Linked DNA regions of Sus scrofa: regions 1, 2 and 3 are each linked to region 4. Evidence: chromatin contacts called from public Hi-C and HiChIP or PLAC-seq data. All regions are on one chromosome and are shown on one strand. Each heading gives the region's core, a stretch centred on a gene start, on an enhancer-like site or on the middle of the called end of the contact. The rest is flanking DNA. Distances are from core to core; before and after follow the strand shown.

Region 1 (3,212 bases), core at 51-2,550, 130 kb before region 4:
CCTTTCGGCACCCGCATCCCATCCCTGAGAGGACCAAAGTCAGCCAGGAGGAAAGGCTCGGGGAAAGAGCCCTGGGAGGGCATTATGAAGAGAAGCCACAGGCAAAAAAAAAACTAGCTCTCAGTCTCGCTCATCATTTCGTTTTCCTGATGATGAGATTTCTGCAAGTGCCTGACTCTCTTCTCCATCCACCAAGGATATTTCTCTGGCTGGGAACCGAGTTGCCTCCTATTTGCGGAGGTTGCGCTGCCCCGCCCATCCTATCTCCCACCCACCACCCCGGTAGCTTTCCAGCCTGGGCTAGTTCATATTCAGATCACAATAACTTTGTAAGTTTTTGAGTATCAGCTGAAAGGTATGGGGTCCCAGCAAAGCGTTTAGGGGGTATGGTGGGAAGAGCAAGAACTCACCGGGATTTTGTTCCCTCCCCTTTAACAGGCGGGACGCTTACACTTATTTCACAGTTGCCTCGTACTATAGACTGGGCAGAGTGTGTCCTTCAAAGGTCGTCATAGCAGGTGATGAATAGATGCCACCCTTTCACCATGATGAGTGTGAATTTAAGTGACTCAAAGAAACCTGGTGGCCCACTCTTGTCTCCCCAGCTTTGCCCATGCTCCGGCGCCCCAGGGTAATTTTCAGACACCTGCCAATTTTACCTTCCGCGATGCCGCATTTTACTAGCGGGAGGAGAAGGGAGCCAGGTGAGGGCCAGAAAGAGAAGCTGTGGGTTAGAGACCTGTGTCTCTCAGAGGGACTCCAGCGGCCCAGGGCAGTAAGGACAAATGTAAATCACCTCCTTCGCTCCTGGGGCGGGAGGGTAACCTAGTGGGAGAAACCGGGGCCACAAGGAGTGACAAGGAGTATGCGAGCGTTCCGCTGGCTGTCCTCCAGCGCTGCTTCTCAAAAATCCTAGGAAGTAACAGCATTGCCCTGGAAGTCCCAGGGGGCTGGGGAGAAAAAAAGTTCTCTTAACTTTTTCAAACCACAAATATTTGGCCCGAGTTGGGAAAAGGTCCCTGGGGCACGGAGTTCTTATTTGATTCAAGCAGTCTTGACCCCCCTCTTCGGGAACTCGGCGGGGGGAGCGGGGCTGGGGGCCCCTGGTGGAGGCCGCCTGGCGTCAGTCCCCGCTCTGCCGCCCTGGGTGAAGCGAGCGCGGGGTGGGTGAGGGTGCGGGGGCTGGAGTCGGGCGGGGGGAGGGGCCCTGGCGGGGGAGGGATGCGCAGAGGCAGCCTGTTCTCAGCGTCTGGTCGCCAAGAGACTTACTCTCTCCAGATGTTCGCTGTGTTTATAGCTGCTGAAGCAGGAGACCCAGCTCCCTCATTAATAAGTTTCTTTCCTGCGCTGCGGCCAGGGGTCTCAGCCCGAGCCTGCAGCTGGAAGAGGCGCGGTGGGGGAGGGACGAGGGGAGGTGGCTCGCCCCCCTTTCGCGCCCTCCCCTCCCGCCTCCGCGTCCCTAACCCCCACCCGCCTTCCTCCTCTGCAATCCTCCCAAAATACACGAGCACACAAAAAGAAAAACACCAGCAGATTTTTTATTTCAGAGAGTAAACACTTGGGCCGTGGGGGTCTGGAGGTTATGGGAAAAGAGGAAACCATCAGGCTAATCAGGCCGGCACACACTTCCCCTGCTGAAATAAAACAGAAATCATTGCTCCGCAGGCCGGCGGGTTAACCCCGGCGCTGCCAGCGAGGCGGGCGCAGGCGGGGCCCGCCGCGAGGGAGGCAGGGCGTCCAGGAGCCCCGGCTGGAGGATCCCGGTCCCGGCTGGGAGGAGCGGACCGGCTGGGACTGAGCGCCTTCCATGCCGTCAGGGGGTAGCATGCCTGCCCCGAGCCGGGATGGAGAAAGAGACGGTTGGAACAGAAGAGATTCTGGACAGAGATTGTTTTGCAAGAGCTGGGGGCGGGGGGCAGTTCTAGATGAGTTGGGGAGATAGATAGACCGCGAGGCGAGCGAGCGGCGGGCGCGCACGTGCTTAAGGTTACTGTTGAGAAATGAACTGGGGACTTGATGAGGTGGGTCTGGGCCAAGGTTTTAGCCCAGCCACCTACCAGCTCTGTGACCATGGGCACACCGTTGACCCCTCCTAAGCCTGTGTCCTCGTGTGTAAGACAGTAGATCCCGCCTCGCAGAATTATAGTGAGGAGCTGAAAACCGTATTGACTGTGGAAGAGGCGAGCACCTGAGCATGGCTCTCAAATCAGGATTTCGTAGATTACTTTGAACTAGTCAGGTTCATCTCTTCCTTCCTTCCTCCCTCCCTCCCCTTCCTTTTTCTTCCCTTCTTCTTCCTTCCTTCCTTCCTTCCTCCCTCTAATCCATTAAATGCCTTCAGCTTCTACCTTCTGCCCCCTCGCTGCCTGTCTGGAGATCATAAATATCGCATGGGCCAGAGGTCATAGGTCAAACGTGAGACCTAATTGCACTATGAGGGAAATTACCTCCCCACTGATGAATAGGGCAACCTCTGGCTCTCTGAGGCTGCCAGTGTGAGAGGCCTGAGAGGCCAGCAACTTTGGTTCAGATCCTGCCCCCATACCACCGCCCCTCCCCCACATGGCTGTAAGGTTATGCTTCCCCGACTCGGGGTTCCCCCACTTGGGGTTCCCCCACTTGGAACAGCCCAATTAGATTCATTCACCACCTCCACAGAAATGTTGAAGTCTTTTGGGCTTTCTTGCTATGAAAGAAAACAGACCTTTGCAACCTCTGTTCCTTCTTACGAGTGGCATTAAAAAAAACCCCAAAACAAGGCTACCAATTCCCGAAGTTGTTTTACGAGTCTTTGGGGGTACCTCCTGAAACATGCTGAAGTTGGGCCTAAGAAACAGACCCCAGTGATTTAAAGAGCCACAGAACCAGGGTTCTAGTTGCCTTTGCAGTTGTCACTTGATTTCTTACCTGCGTCATACATGTTTTTTATCAATGCTGACAACTTTCTGCCAAGTTGTAGGCCTGCAGATTCTCATACAGCAGGGGTGCTTGATGGGGGCGAGTTTCAGAAACAAGGGATCCCTCTGAAATTTTATGGGAGGACTTTCCTAAGGGCCTTAGCTTTCCTCTGATTCTCAAAGTGGTTGAGACCCCAGGAGGTTAAGAACTCCAGCCCAAGGGAAAAGGTACCTTTGAACCCAGGCAGCACTTAGCATCTTGTATTTAGCAAGTCAAGTCTCTTTTGTTGAGCTGGGTTGTATTCACTGGTAAAG
Region 2 (3,279 bases), core at 714-3,213, 140 kb after region 4:
CCACGGCCACTTAAAAAGGCCCTATTCCTGATCTGGGGAAGCCAGATGGGGTGACGTTCCTGGTTCCAGGCTCTGGGAGAGGCGTGTAGGCAGAGACTTCAGGGCAGGGACTGAAACACATGGACCCCCAGGTCAACAGACTTCTTCTCCCTCTGCCTTCCCCAGCACAGGTAAACCAGGGCTTCAGAAGAGCTGGTTCACTCAGTCATGTTCCCAGTGTGGGTGAGTCCTTTCTGAGCCACATGCCATCTGTGTATTAATCCACAGTTTCCCTGGGGGCCATTCCAAGCACGGCGAAGAGCTCATTGTTTCTGGTTTTATGGTGTCCTCAGCCAATCCGCTGGAAAGAATCCCATTAGGTTAGAGAACACAGTTGGGAGTTCAAATCTCTTTCCTTCAATATTTGCCAGGCAGCATCTCCTCTCACCTACGTCTGACTTCCTTTTTGATAGTGACACAAAGTAACGCTGGATTTTCAGCCAGGCTGCCTGCCAGAGTGGCCGGGGTGATGGCAGAGAGCTTGTGGGAGGCCAGTGTTACCCGGGGCTGGCTGCTCCAGAAGGAACAGAAACAATAGCCCGCAAGCTTAATCTGAGTTCACCAGAGGATAAATTCTCCTCCCTGGGCCCCATTCTGCTTTCCAAATTACAGAGAAAAAGTCTTTAGAAATAGTAGGCTTACAGAGCAGAAGTCTTGGGTTTGCGTTTTAGCTCTCCACTTGTGTAACTCGGCTTGGGTGAAGCATAAGCCTTTGAGACTGTCTGTTCCTCTTTCACAGGCGAGGCTGGTAGTGTGGGATAGATGACCTGATGGACGTGGACGCCCCATGTGGATGGAAAGGGTAAAACGAATCCCAAGAGTTCTTCATGTTGATGGGTTTCATCAGGACACATAAGAGCAAAACACCAAATCCCAGAATTGGACATCGTCATCCCTTCAGGGCAAGTTCTGAAGGTGAAACCAGATAATATATAAACAGCCTACAGACATCCTATTGCACCAAACACTGTCGTATTATGCACTTATGACACCAAAAGCACCATCGAGAAGTGATGCTTCGTGCAAAGCTGAAATGCCCCCTTCCACAGCACGAAAACCTTGAACGTTCTCATGCTGCCTGAGTGTCCCTGGAGAATAAGTCCAGTTTCACGCCCTCTGTCATCAGTGTTGTCCTCCCAAGTGTAAACCTGGCAAATGCCTACCTCCTCGTAAAGTTCTGGGGAACTCTGGTCTGTCCAAGGCTGCTTCACCCATCTTGGAAATGTCCCGGGGTCCCACATGTGCAGGTGCAAAGGGAACCTGCAGCGGATGGTCTCCCTTTGATATTCTGGGCTGCTTCAAAGAAAGAGGCACCACTTCAGTACTTACCCTTCTCAACTCGAGATTCCAGCAGGAGTAAATCGTCATTACTCCCCGGAGGGGCAAGCACACTCCTAAGAATGGGGAAATTGAGGCATGAATGTTTAAACAATTAGCCTGGAGACTTAACCAAGGTCAGAGCGTGAGTAAGAGGAAAACACAGCGCCTGGCGTTCTGATCTGGTCCTAGAGATCCCAGGGGGAAGAGTTCTCTCTGCAGAAATACTTGCATGGCTAGCGTTTGCCAGAGCAGATGTTTTATCAAGCCTACTGTACAGCAGGGCCCACCCTTGCCTATCTATTCCTATCTGCTTTTATTATGCTTTGGGGCTCTCGCATGATAAGACCTCCCATATGGTACTTGTATTAACATTAAATAATGGCCATTGTGTTGTGTATACTATCACCATAGAAATATTTACTTAGTTGAACACAGACACCGGTCAGGCATGGTGATTGAAAACAAGCTAATCATAAAAACCATTCATGCTCACATCTATTTATAAAATCTGTTTCTCTTGTGCCAGTTAAGTACAGGCTTTGTTCTAAACAAACACACGCAAGCCTTCTGCACACCCAGGGACATGAAAGACACCCCTCCCCTGCCTCTTGCAGGCGGGGCCCCCGGGGCGTGTTTGCTGGGGCTCAGTGGAGGCTCCTCAGAGGCTGGGCCCTTGCAATCTGGGTTCCTTTGTTTACTCCAGGTGCTGACACCCTGCCTGGGAGCTCCCAGGCTTTGGGTTTTCAAATTTGGGGTGCTCAAAAGCCGTTGAGGTATTTGTCCCCCCTACAGATTTTCCAGCTCCGCACCCGAGAGCCTCTTTGGGTTGCTGACAAGGGGGCCTGGGAGACAAATTTTTAGGAAATGCTGGTGGTGCTGGCATTGAGTCTGTTCTCTTTCCTTGATAAATGGCCCTCTCCACTGCGTTCTCTGAGGTCCTGCCAGCTGCGCCCCACCCACCACACCGGCCCCCAGCAGATGCTATGGGGCTAGAGCTGGCCCTCCTGGGAGTTGCCTTTTGATGCCCTTAAATTTCATTTCAGCTGATACCATTGATTTCCATACATGTGAACTCTAAGTTGTGTACTGCCAAGTGCTTGAACATCTGGGCTTTGGAGTCAAAGAGTTTGCATCTGTCCCTGCACCTTAGTAGCCAAGAGTTTGCATCTGTCCCCGCACCTTAGTCGCCAAGTGGCCTTGTGCAAATGATGGAACTCCTCCAGTGCCCCCTTTTAACTTATGAAATGGGGATAATAATGAGAGCACTTGCCCCAGTGAGGAGATGGGAGGAAGCAGCCATCAGGCTGGTGGAGAGCGTGGCGCACGGTCCTCGAATGAGTGGTTCTGTTTCAGAAATAAATTAAGTTGACTTGGGCTGTCCTTTCAGATCAGGGTGTTTGGGAGGGTGCACCTGAGGGGACATGGTATAGGAAAAAGCTGGGATGCCCTGTGTTGATATGTGGTCCAGTCACCAAAGAGCTGAATGACGGTGGGCTGGTCCTTCTCCTCAGTGAGAATCTATAAAACGTTATCTGTGAAACGAGAGGGTAGGTCCAGTGCAGTCATTTCCCCACATTATGAGTGGGGTATCCCTTTTGAATGTCAACAGCCTAACAGAATATGTGCTTGTGTTTATACTCTCGGTGTTCCTTGACACACAATGATGAAACGTCTCTATGTATTCTGAAATTAAAAAAAAAAGGGATTTATATGTATGCATCCAAGCCCTATGTCCATTTATTTGGGAAATGATTGAAGCTTGTTTTGCATGACACATATTATTGATAAGACCACAACTGGTTGGCCAGTTGTGTAATAACTACAGCCCAAGAGTTACAGTCTCTCCAAGTGGGAGCCACTGGTCAGACGGTTGTTTTTTAATAGATCCCTCTTGGCAGTGAAAGTGGATCTGGAACCTCG
Region 3 (3,143 bases), core at 560-3,059, 200 kb before region 4:
AGGGAAGTCCAGGACTCTTTAGAATGAATTTCACCTTCTTCCTTTCTGAACAGTTTGCTTTGCTTTCAGTCCCATAGGCAGCAGATCGGCTCCTTTTCCTGAAACTGGCTCTTGGACAATGCAACACGAATCTAGTGAGTTTAGCTCAGGATGCTTTCCTGGGACCAGCAGAAGCAGCTGCTTCTCTAAGAGGCTGTGCTGGGGGTTCCATGCAGAAAAGGAACCAGCGAAGTAAGCTCTCACCCCTGCTGGTCTGGCTAGAGGTTGATAAGTGATCAGAGGAGGGAGCTGTCTGCCCCTGCTTCCTTGCAAAACCATGACTCAGGAATATTGTTCATATCCTCAGGATGGCAGAGGGGCTAAAAATAAACCATGACCAAAAAGACCCCAGGGAGGGGTGAGGGTGGTTTTAGAGGGGATGGGAGAGGGGAGGGGTGCCAGTGGAGTTGGGCGGGGGGGAGGGGGTGAGAAAGAGGAGAAGGGGGAGGAGGGATCAGTCCGGCAGGAGACCACACAAGGAGGGGGAGAGATGGAGTCAGAGCCTTGAATCAGAGGAGAGGGCGGAGGAAGGAGAGTCCCGGAGGGAAGACGGGCGTGAGGTTACATTTGAAACGGCGACACAGGATGGACACTTGACTCAGGGTCACCTCTGCTCCCTTTGTCTCTAAATGGAAAGAGCACTGGCTTTATCTTCCGCAGCAATGTCTGAAATGTCTTTAGTTACCAGTTCTGTGCTGGGGACCCGGAATCTTCCCCTCTGACTAATCTCTCACCCGAGTTTGGTCAGCATCTTCAGCTGCCTCCAGCAGTGGGTACCACGGTTGGTCAGAGGCGCCCTCAGAAGCTGAGGGCTGGGAGGTCGGGTGCTGAGGGGCTAGGGCTGGTGGCCTGCCTAGTTTCCATCTAGTGCAGCTCCCTTTAATCTATTGTATGTATTAGGTTTCTTCCTGAGAACTTTTTTGGCCACTCAAAAAAAAGTTTGGCAGCTAGTAACTGTTAGGTGGAAATTGTCCTTGCTAAAATGTAAAATGTCCCCAATTAAAGTGCCGCGCCCCCCCCCCCCCCCGGTGTTACTACCATCCTTCTGGTCATTCAGGCTCTGCATCTAGGAATACAAGGAGCAACCGGATTTCTGGTTATACCAGATGCCACCTCTGGGACTTGGTAACTTCTTGCCCACCTGCTGTGGCTCCCTTGGCCCCTCATGGAAATCCTCTGCCCTCCTCACCAGGTCCCCTTTTGTTCTGACCCATCACTCTGTCTGGTCAGGCTTCCCTCCCCCACTGGGGTGTAGACCTCCTTCCATCCCACCACCCCCCCAGACCCTCTCCATGCTTTCAAGCTCTCCCAGCTTTGCCCATCCTTTGGTTCCCAAGTCTAACCTTCTCTGCTGCTTTCTCCAGGATCCCCCTAAGGATTTCAGCCTAAGGATTCTTTGGAATCTTTCCATGTCTCCAGTCTGCAAGGCACAGCTAGTATTTGTTTATACACAGCTTATCCTGATGCCTGGCCCCGGCCCTGGCCCCATCCCCTGGTGCCACACGCTGCTCCTGGCCGCTCACTCAGAGGCCCTTGGGCCTCTGGCTCCGTACAGCTCAGTTCCCTGTGCTGCCCCACTTCTCATCAGGCGCAGTGGGCCTCTTAGGCTGACTTGCCTTGTTCCTGAGCCACCGTCTCAAGGGGGTTCAGGTCTGGCTTGACATGTTTACAAGTCTATTGCTTTGGATTAGTTTTGGGCACATTCTTAGTGGGCTCCCTGGAGCCATCCCAGTCTCTGTGTTGCTGGGACAGGCCAGGTCAACCAGGGCCTTCCCACTTGAACTCTGTTCCCACCGTCTTTGGCTGGGATATTCCTACTCATCCTTCACTTCCCAGGGGACGCTGAGGGGGGGTGACTTCCTGGGGGGCATGTTCCCTGACTGGGTCAGACCCCCTGATGCAGGCTCTCTGAGCATCCTATGCTTTTCCTCCGGGGCACTTATCACTCATTCAGTCACATGCTTGGCTTCTTGTTTACACACTTTCCCCCAGTGGCCATTTGCACCAGTTGGACAGGATCCTGGCTGCTGTTATTCTCTGCTTTGTTCCTAACTCTGAGAACACACAGTGTCTGGCTCAGAGCAGAAGCACTTTGTTGAGAAACTACGGAAGATGTGCTTTGGATTTGACTTGGGAGTTAGGGCCTGGTGGGTCCAGGACCCAAAGATTCTGCCTTCCAAACACAGGATTTTGCCTTCTGCTTTGTGTTGAGCCAAAAGTCAGCTCAGAGAGGACATTCCTTGCCCTCCTGCATTTGCTCTCATTCCTTTTGACAAAAAGCCTGGCTCTGGCTCAAATTCTCCACTTCTCTAATATCCATGGCAAAGCTCCCTCCCCATCCCCTGCCCATCCGCACAGACTGGAGGCTAGCCGATGAACCGACACAAAAAAGACGATGCTTCTGCCAATCCTGCCCGTCGCATCTCTGGACCGGTTTCCTTTCTGTCTCCTGGCTCTTCGGGAGGCTCTTTGCAGCAAGTGTGGCACAAAAGCTCGATGGTGCATTCTTGCATCTCTCCTTCCATCCACCCATCCATCCAGCCAGCCAGCCAGCCAACCAGTATTTACTGAGCACCCACCACCTCTCCTGTCCTCACCAGGCTCATAGTCTATCTGAGAACTCAGAACCCCAAAGAGGTCACCAAACCACAGATGACAGATGGATTTTAGGGCCAGGAAGGTACAACAGGCTTCAGGATAGCAAACTGTATGGTGCCTGCTTTGGACCTGAAGGTCAGGAGAAGCTAAGTTTAAGGTGACCAGGTTCATCTCATGTCCCCAATTCCACCCCAGTGATTGTTCTGTTTTTCAATGACCTTTCTTTCTTTGTTATTTGTTTGTAATTTTTATTGAGTATAGTTGGTTTACAATGTTGTGCCAATTTTTGCAGTATAGCAAAGTGACTCAGTCACACATGCATATATATATATATATATATATAATATATTACGTATATGATGTACATATTCATACACAATTCCTTTTCTTTCTTTTTTTTTTTTTTCTGGTCTTTTTAGGGCCACACCTGAAGCATATGGAAGTTCCTAGGCTAGGGGTCGAATTGGAGCTATAGCTGCCGGCCTACACCACAGCCACGGCGATGA
Region 4 (3,330 bases), core at 592-3,091:
TTTATTTTAATTTATATTTTTATTTTTTGGCCCATCACCCTTAGCACAATCAGGGCATATTTTTTTTTTCCTTCCTTCCTTCCTTCCTCTCTATCTTTCTTTTTTCTTTCTTTCTTCTGTGCTTGTGGCATATGGAAGTTCCTGAATCAGGGCTCAAACCCTTGCCACAGCAGTGACAACATCAGATCCTTAACTGCTAGGCCACCAGGGAACTCCCAGTTTTAATTTATTTGAATAAAACAAGTATTTATTTAGGGCCTACTCTGTGCCGGCTACTGTTCTAGGAACTAGCAATTCAGTTGAAAACTAGATCCCTGCTCTCCTGGGATTTATTTTCGCCTGGGAGAGACAGATGATAAACATTTATATGAAAGTAATGAAGATAATTTCAGCCACTAATGAGTCCTGCGAAGTGAATAATGTAGAAGAGGGTATAGGGGGTCTGGGGAGGGGGGGACAACAGTTCTGAGGGGGTGATAGATGTGCCCGACTTGGAAGAAGTGACAATGAAGCCACCCACGGGGAGGGGGTTGTTCTCGGTAGAGGAGAGCATGTGTAAACGTCCTGAGACAGAAGCAAAGCTTGAGGACCAGCGAGAGGGCTGGGTGGTGGCAGCCAGTCTGGGCATGGGGCTGGGGTACCGGATGAGCTACACGGGGCCTCCCGTGGGTGTGGTCTTGCAGACCGGGTGAGAGGCATCCTCCTCAGGGGAGCCTTTGGGAGGCTTTGGAAGGGAGACATCGCGGATTGATGCAGCTTCAGGAGGGCTCTGGCTGTCCGTGGATAAGAATTAGGATGAGGTCAGAACGGAAATCAGGAAATCTGTCGGGAGGAAACTGTCTACATTGTCTCAGCTGATCGTCCCAACAGCTCCATCCTTTTAGTTGGGTAACTGAAACTTTGGGACCCTGTGTGGGGTTGGCCGGCCCATAAGCTGGTGAATGCAGGGCCAGGATATCTGAGCCAAGGCAGCTGTTCTCCCCTGGTCTGCTTTACCAGTCTTCTGTAGATTGCATCTCCCTCCCCACACGGCTTTGCAAGCTGCTGCAAGTCATGCTGTTCGTTGTGGCTGACTGGCGGATGCTGGGAGCAGAGGAGATGCGGGGAAGGATCCAGGTGGGGCGGGGCTGGGCCAGTGGCGGAGGAGGCCAGGCAGCTGTTCCTCGCATCTCTGTCTGGTCAGCTGGCCTGACTGCAGCAGGATGCTCCCTCCACCCTCCCGAGGGGGTTCCCATCTCATCACGGGGTCTCCTTTCCCCACCACAGAGGGTCCCAGCGCTTCTGTTTGTGTTTGTGTCCAGTGCTCCCCCGAGACCCGAGACTCATGGTCACAAGATTGCTGCCTCCACAGTTGCCTCTGGTTTTGAGAGCCATAGGGTGAGAATCAGCCACTTGTGTTTTGCCATAACAGCTGCCTCCATGGTAACAGCCTGTGATATCACTGGAAAAGTGATTTGCAGGACTAGGGAGCTGGAAGGACGCAGCGACGGGGCTGGAGGGAGCTGGGGCAGGAGGCGGCAGCTTCCATGCCTGTGCTCCAAGGTGTTAGACACTCAGCCCTCCCCATAGCCCCTGTCATGTGCTGTCCCTTGGTTCAGGTTTAGCAAATCCAGATGTTCTTCGGAGAGCTCAGGCATATCTGGCCCCTTTATAAACTTCTCTTCATTTTTCAGCCAATCTGACAAACACTTCTAATCACCTCATTCTGTGAGTTGCAGGACATCTCAGGGCCGGAGGGGGTTAATGAGAAGGAACCTTCCCTCCTTGATGGTGGGGGGGGCACCCCTGCCCCCTGGGTCTACCCTAGGCCAGCCCGACTGTCTGTCCAAGGGACCTCTGAAGACATCAGAGCAGTCTTTTCTTAGAAACAGGAAGTTGTCCTCAGCCAAGTACAGATGAACTGAAGCGCCCAGAAACCTGAGGATCGCTCCAAACTCAGAGGCCTGGAGGCAGACCCAGAGGGCTGAATTCCTGGCCCGGCCTCCACCTCCTTCTCTCATGAATGGGATGGATCTCAGCTGTGGTTTCAGCCATTCTTTACTGCACTCAGCCCACTCTGTAAGTGCTGGTAACACAGTCACTGAAATACTTTTCAGCAAAATCATTTTCGCCCCTCAAAGAAATACACGAATTGAGATTTTTTTTTTTTGTCTTATGTCCTTTTTTAGGGCTGCACCCAGGGCATATGGAGGTTCCCAGGCTAGGGCTCCAATCGGAGCTATAGCCACCAGCCTACGCCAGAGCCACAGCAACGCTGGATCTGAGCCACGTCTGCGACCACAGCTCACGGCAACGCCGGATCCTTAACCCACTGAACAAGGCCAGGGATTGAACACACAATCTCATGCTTCCTAGTCGGATTTGTCTCCGCTGTGCAACCAGGGGAACTCCCAGTTGAGATGCTATTATCTGTTATTTTTCTTAACCTCGTTAAGTTCTTTGGGCAGACCCTCAGCACCGCATGATTGCAAAGTTTGCCAATATGCTGCTGAGGCCGTTACTGGAATGGAAGAGAATGGGATAAAATGAAGATTATATTTCTTTCCAAACACAGCAGGCGTAGTAACGGGGAGAACTGTGTAGAGACAGCTATTTGTCGTGTCTTATTGGCAAAGCTGCTTCATAACGCTGTAAACTCTTTTTCCAAGGGGCAAATAGACACCTCTCTGCTTCTTGAAGAGCAGAAGCCTATCTTTAAGTCCATGTGGTATCCCCAGCACCAAGCTCGAGGCTTGAATTTTGGTAGCTACTAAGTATATAGTCATCGGATGGATAGATGGATGAATAAATAAATGACAGTTGATGAAATCAGTTGTTGATTCGCCAAGGTCATAACAAGCCAGAGACTGGGTGAAGGGGAATAGAGAAGGCAAAGCATTGGCGGTGGAGAGGAAGTCTCCCCTGGGGGTGCCGGTGGGATGTTAGGGGAGGTAACATCGGACTGAAAATCAGAACAAGTATTAAATCCTGACTCTCTCACTGGGGAGCTGTGTGGCCTCAGACAAGTTGCTCAGTCTCTCTGAGCCTCCATTTCTTCATCTCTACAACAAAGCTTTGAGTACCTATAAGCATTGTGACATTACCCATGGGATTAAATGAGGCAGGGAGGGGAGAGAGCCTAACACTGCCCTGCCCAGGGCCTCTGCACACTCTTCACAAGCCAGCAGTTCCGCAGGCTTGGCTGAATCTGTGGCTCAATCTCTTTTAAATGTTCAAGGAGATTTGTTTTCCCACTGAGTCTCCCAACTCCCAGCTCTCTTTCTGGTGGTTCCTTCTTATAGGCCGGGAGCCAGAAAGCCTTCTTTTGTCCTGGCTGTGCTGCATCTCTTG

What was found. A called contact is a pair of places that touch in the nucleus more often than the background predicts. HiChIP or PLAC-seq counts read pairs in DNA pulled down with a chosen protein or histone mark.
Region 1: a contact with region 4 is called in an H3K27ac HiChIP or PLAC-seq map of skeletal muscle. The contact joins two enhancer-like sites. A contact is called at or near these places in 3 of 47 Hi-C or Micro-C datasets (embryonic fibroblasts, heart right ventricle and skeletal muscle) and 1 of 2 datasets of contacts at active chromatin or transcription factors (skeletal muscle).
Region 2: an H3K27ac HiChIP or PLAC-seq map of skeletal muscle shows a contact between it and region 4. The contact joins two enhancer-like sites. A contact is called at or near these places in 2 of 47 Hi-C or Micro-C datasets (alveolar macrophages and fetal skeletal muscle) and 1 of 2 datasets of contacts at active chromatin or transcription factors (skeletal muscle).
Region 3: a Hi-C map of skeletal muscle shows a contact between it and region 4, with 4 times the contacts expected there. The contact joins two enhancer-like sites. A contact is called at or near these places in 4 of 47 Hi-C or Micro-C datasets (embryonic fibroblasts, epiblast stem cells, heart right ventricle and 1 more).

What each region holds. Positions count from the first base shown.
Region 1 is chr9:55,472,834-55,476,045 of Sscrofa11.1, reverse strand. All of the region lies in intron 3 of ETS1 (ETS proto-oncogene 1, transcription factor), which reads left to right. Among named protein-coding and RNA genes, the nearest start is that of ETS1, 38 kb to the left of the region's middle. Within about 2 kb of position 1,300, at least 40 of the 83 cell types and tissues checked have an H3K27ac peak or open chromatin away from gene starts, as enhancers often do. A contact at or near this core is called in skeletal muscle, where this site is marked.
Region 2 is chr9:55,208,850-55,212,128 of Sscrofa11.1, reverse strand. No RefSeq gene overlaps it. Among named protein-coding and RNA genes, the nearest start is that of ETS1, 300 kb to the left of the region's middle. Within about 2 kb of position 1,963, at least 24 of the 83 cell types and tissues checked have an H3K27ac peak or open chromatin away from gene starts, as enhancers often do. A contact at or near this core is called in skeletal muscle, where this site is marked.
Region 3 is chr9:55,546,272-55,549,414 of Sscrofa11.1, reverse strand. No RefSeq gene overlaps it. Among named protein-coding and RNA genes, the nearest start is that of ETS1, 36 kb to the right of the region's middle. Within about 2 kb of position 1,809, at least 16 of the 83 cell types and tissues checked have an H3K27ac peak or open chromatin away from gene starts, as enhancers often do. A contact at or near this core is called in skeletal muscle, where this site is marked.
Region 4 is chr9:55,344,687-55,348,016 of Sscrofa11.1, reverse strand. No RefSeq gene overlaps it. Among named protein-coding and RNA genes, the nearest start is that of ETS1, 170 kb to the left of the region's middle. Within about 2 kb of position 1,841, at least 27 of the 83 cell types and tissues checked have an H3K27ac peak or open chromatin away from gene starts, as enhancers often do. A contact at or near this core is called in skeletal muscle, where this site is marked.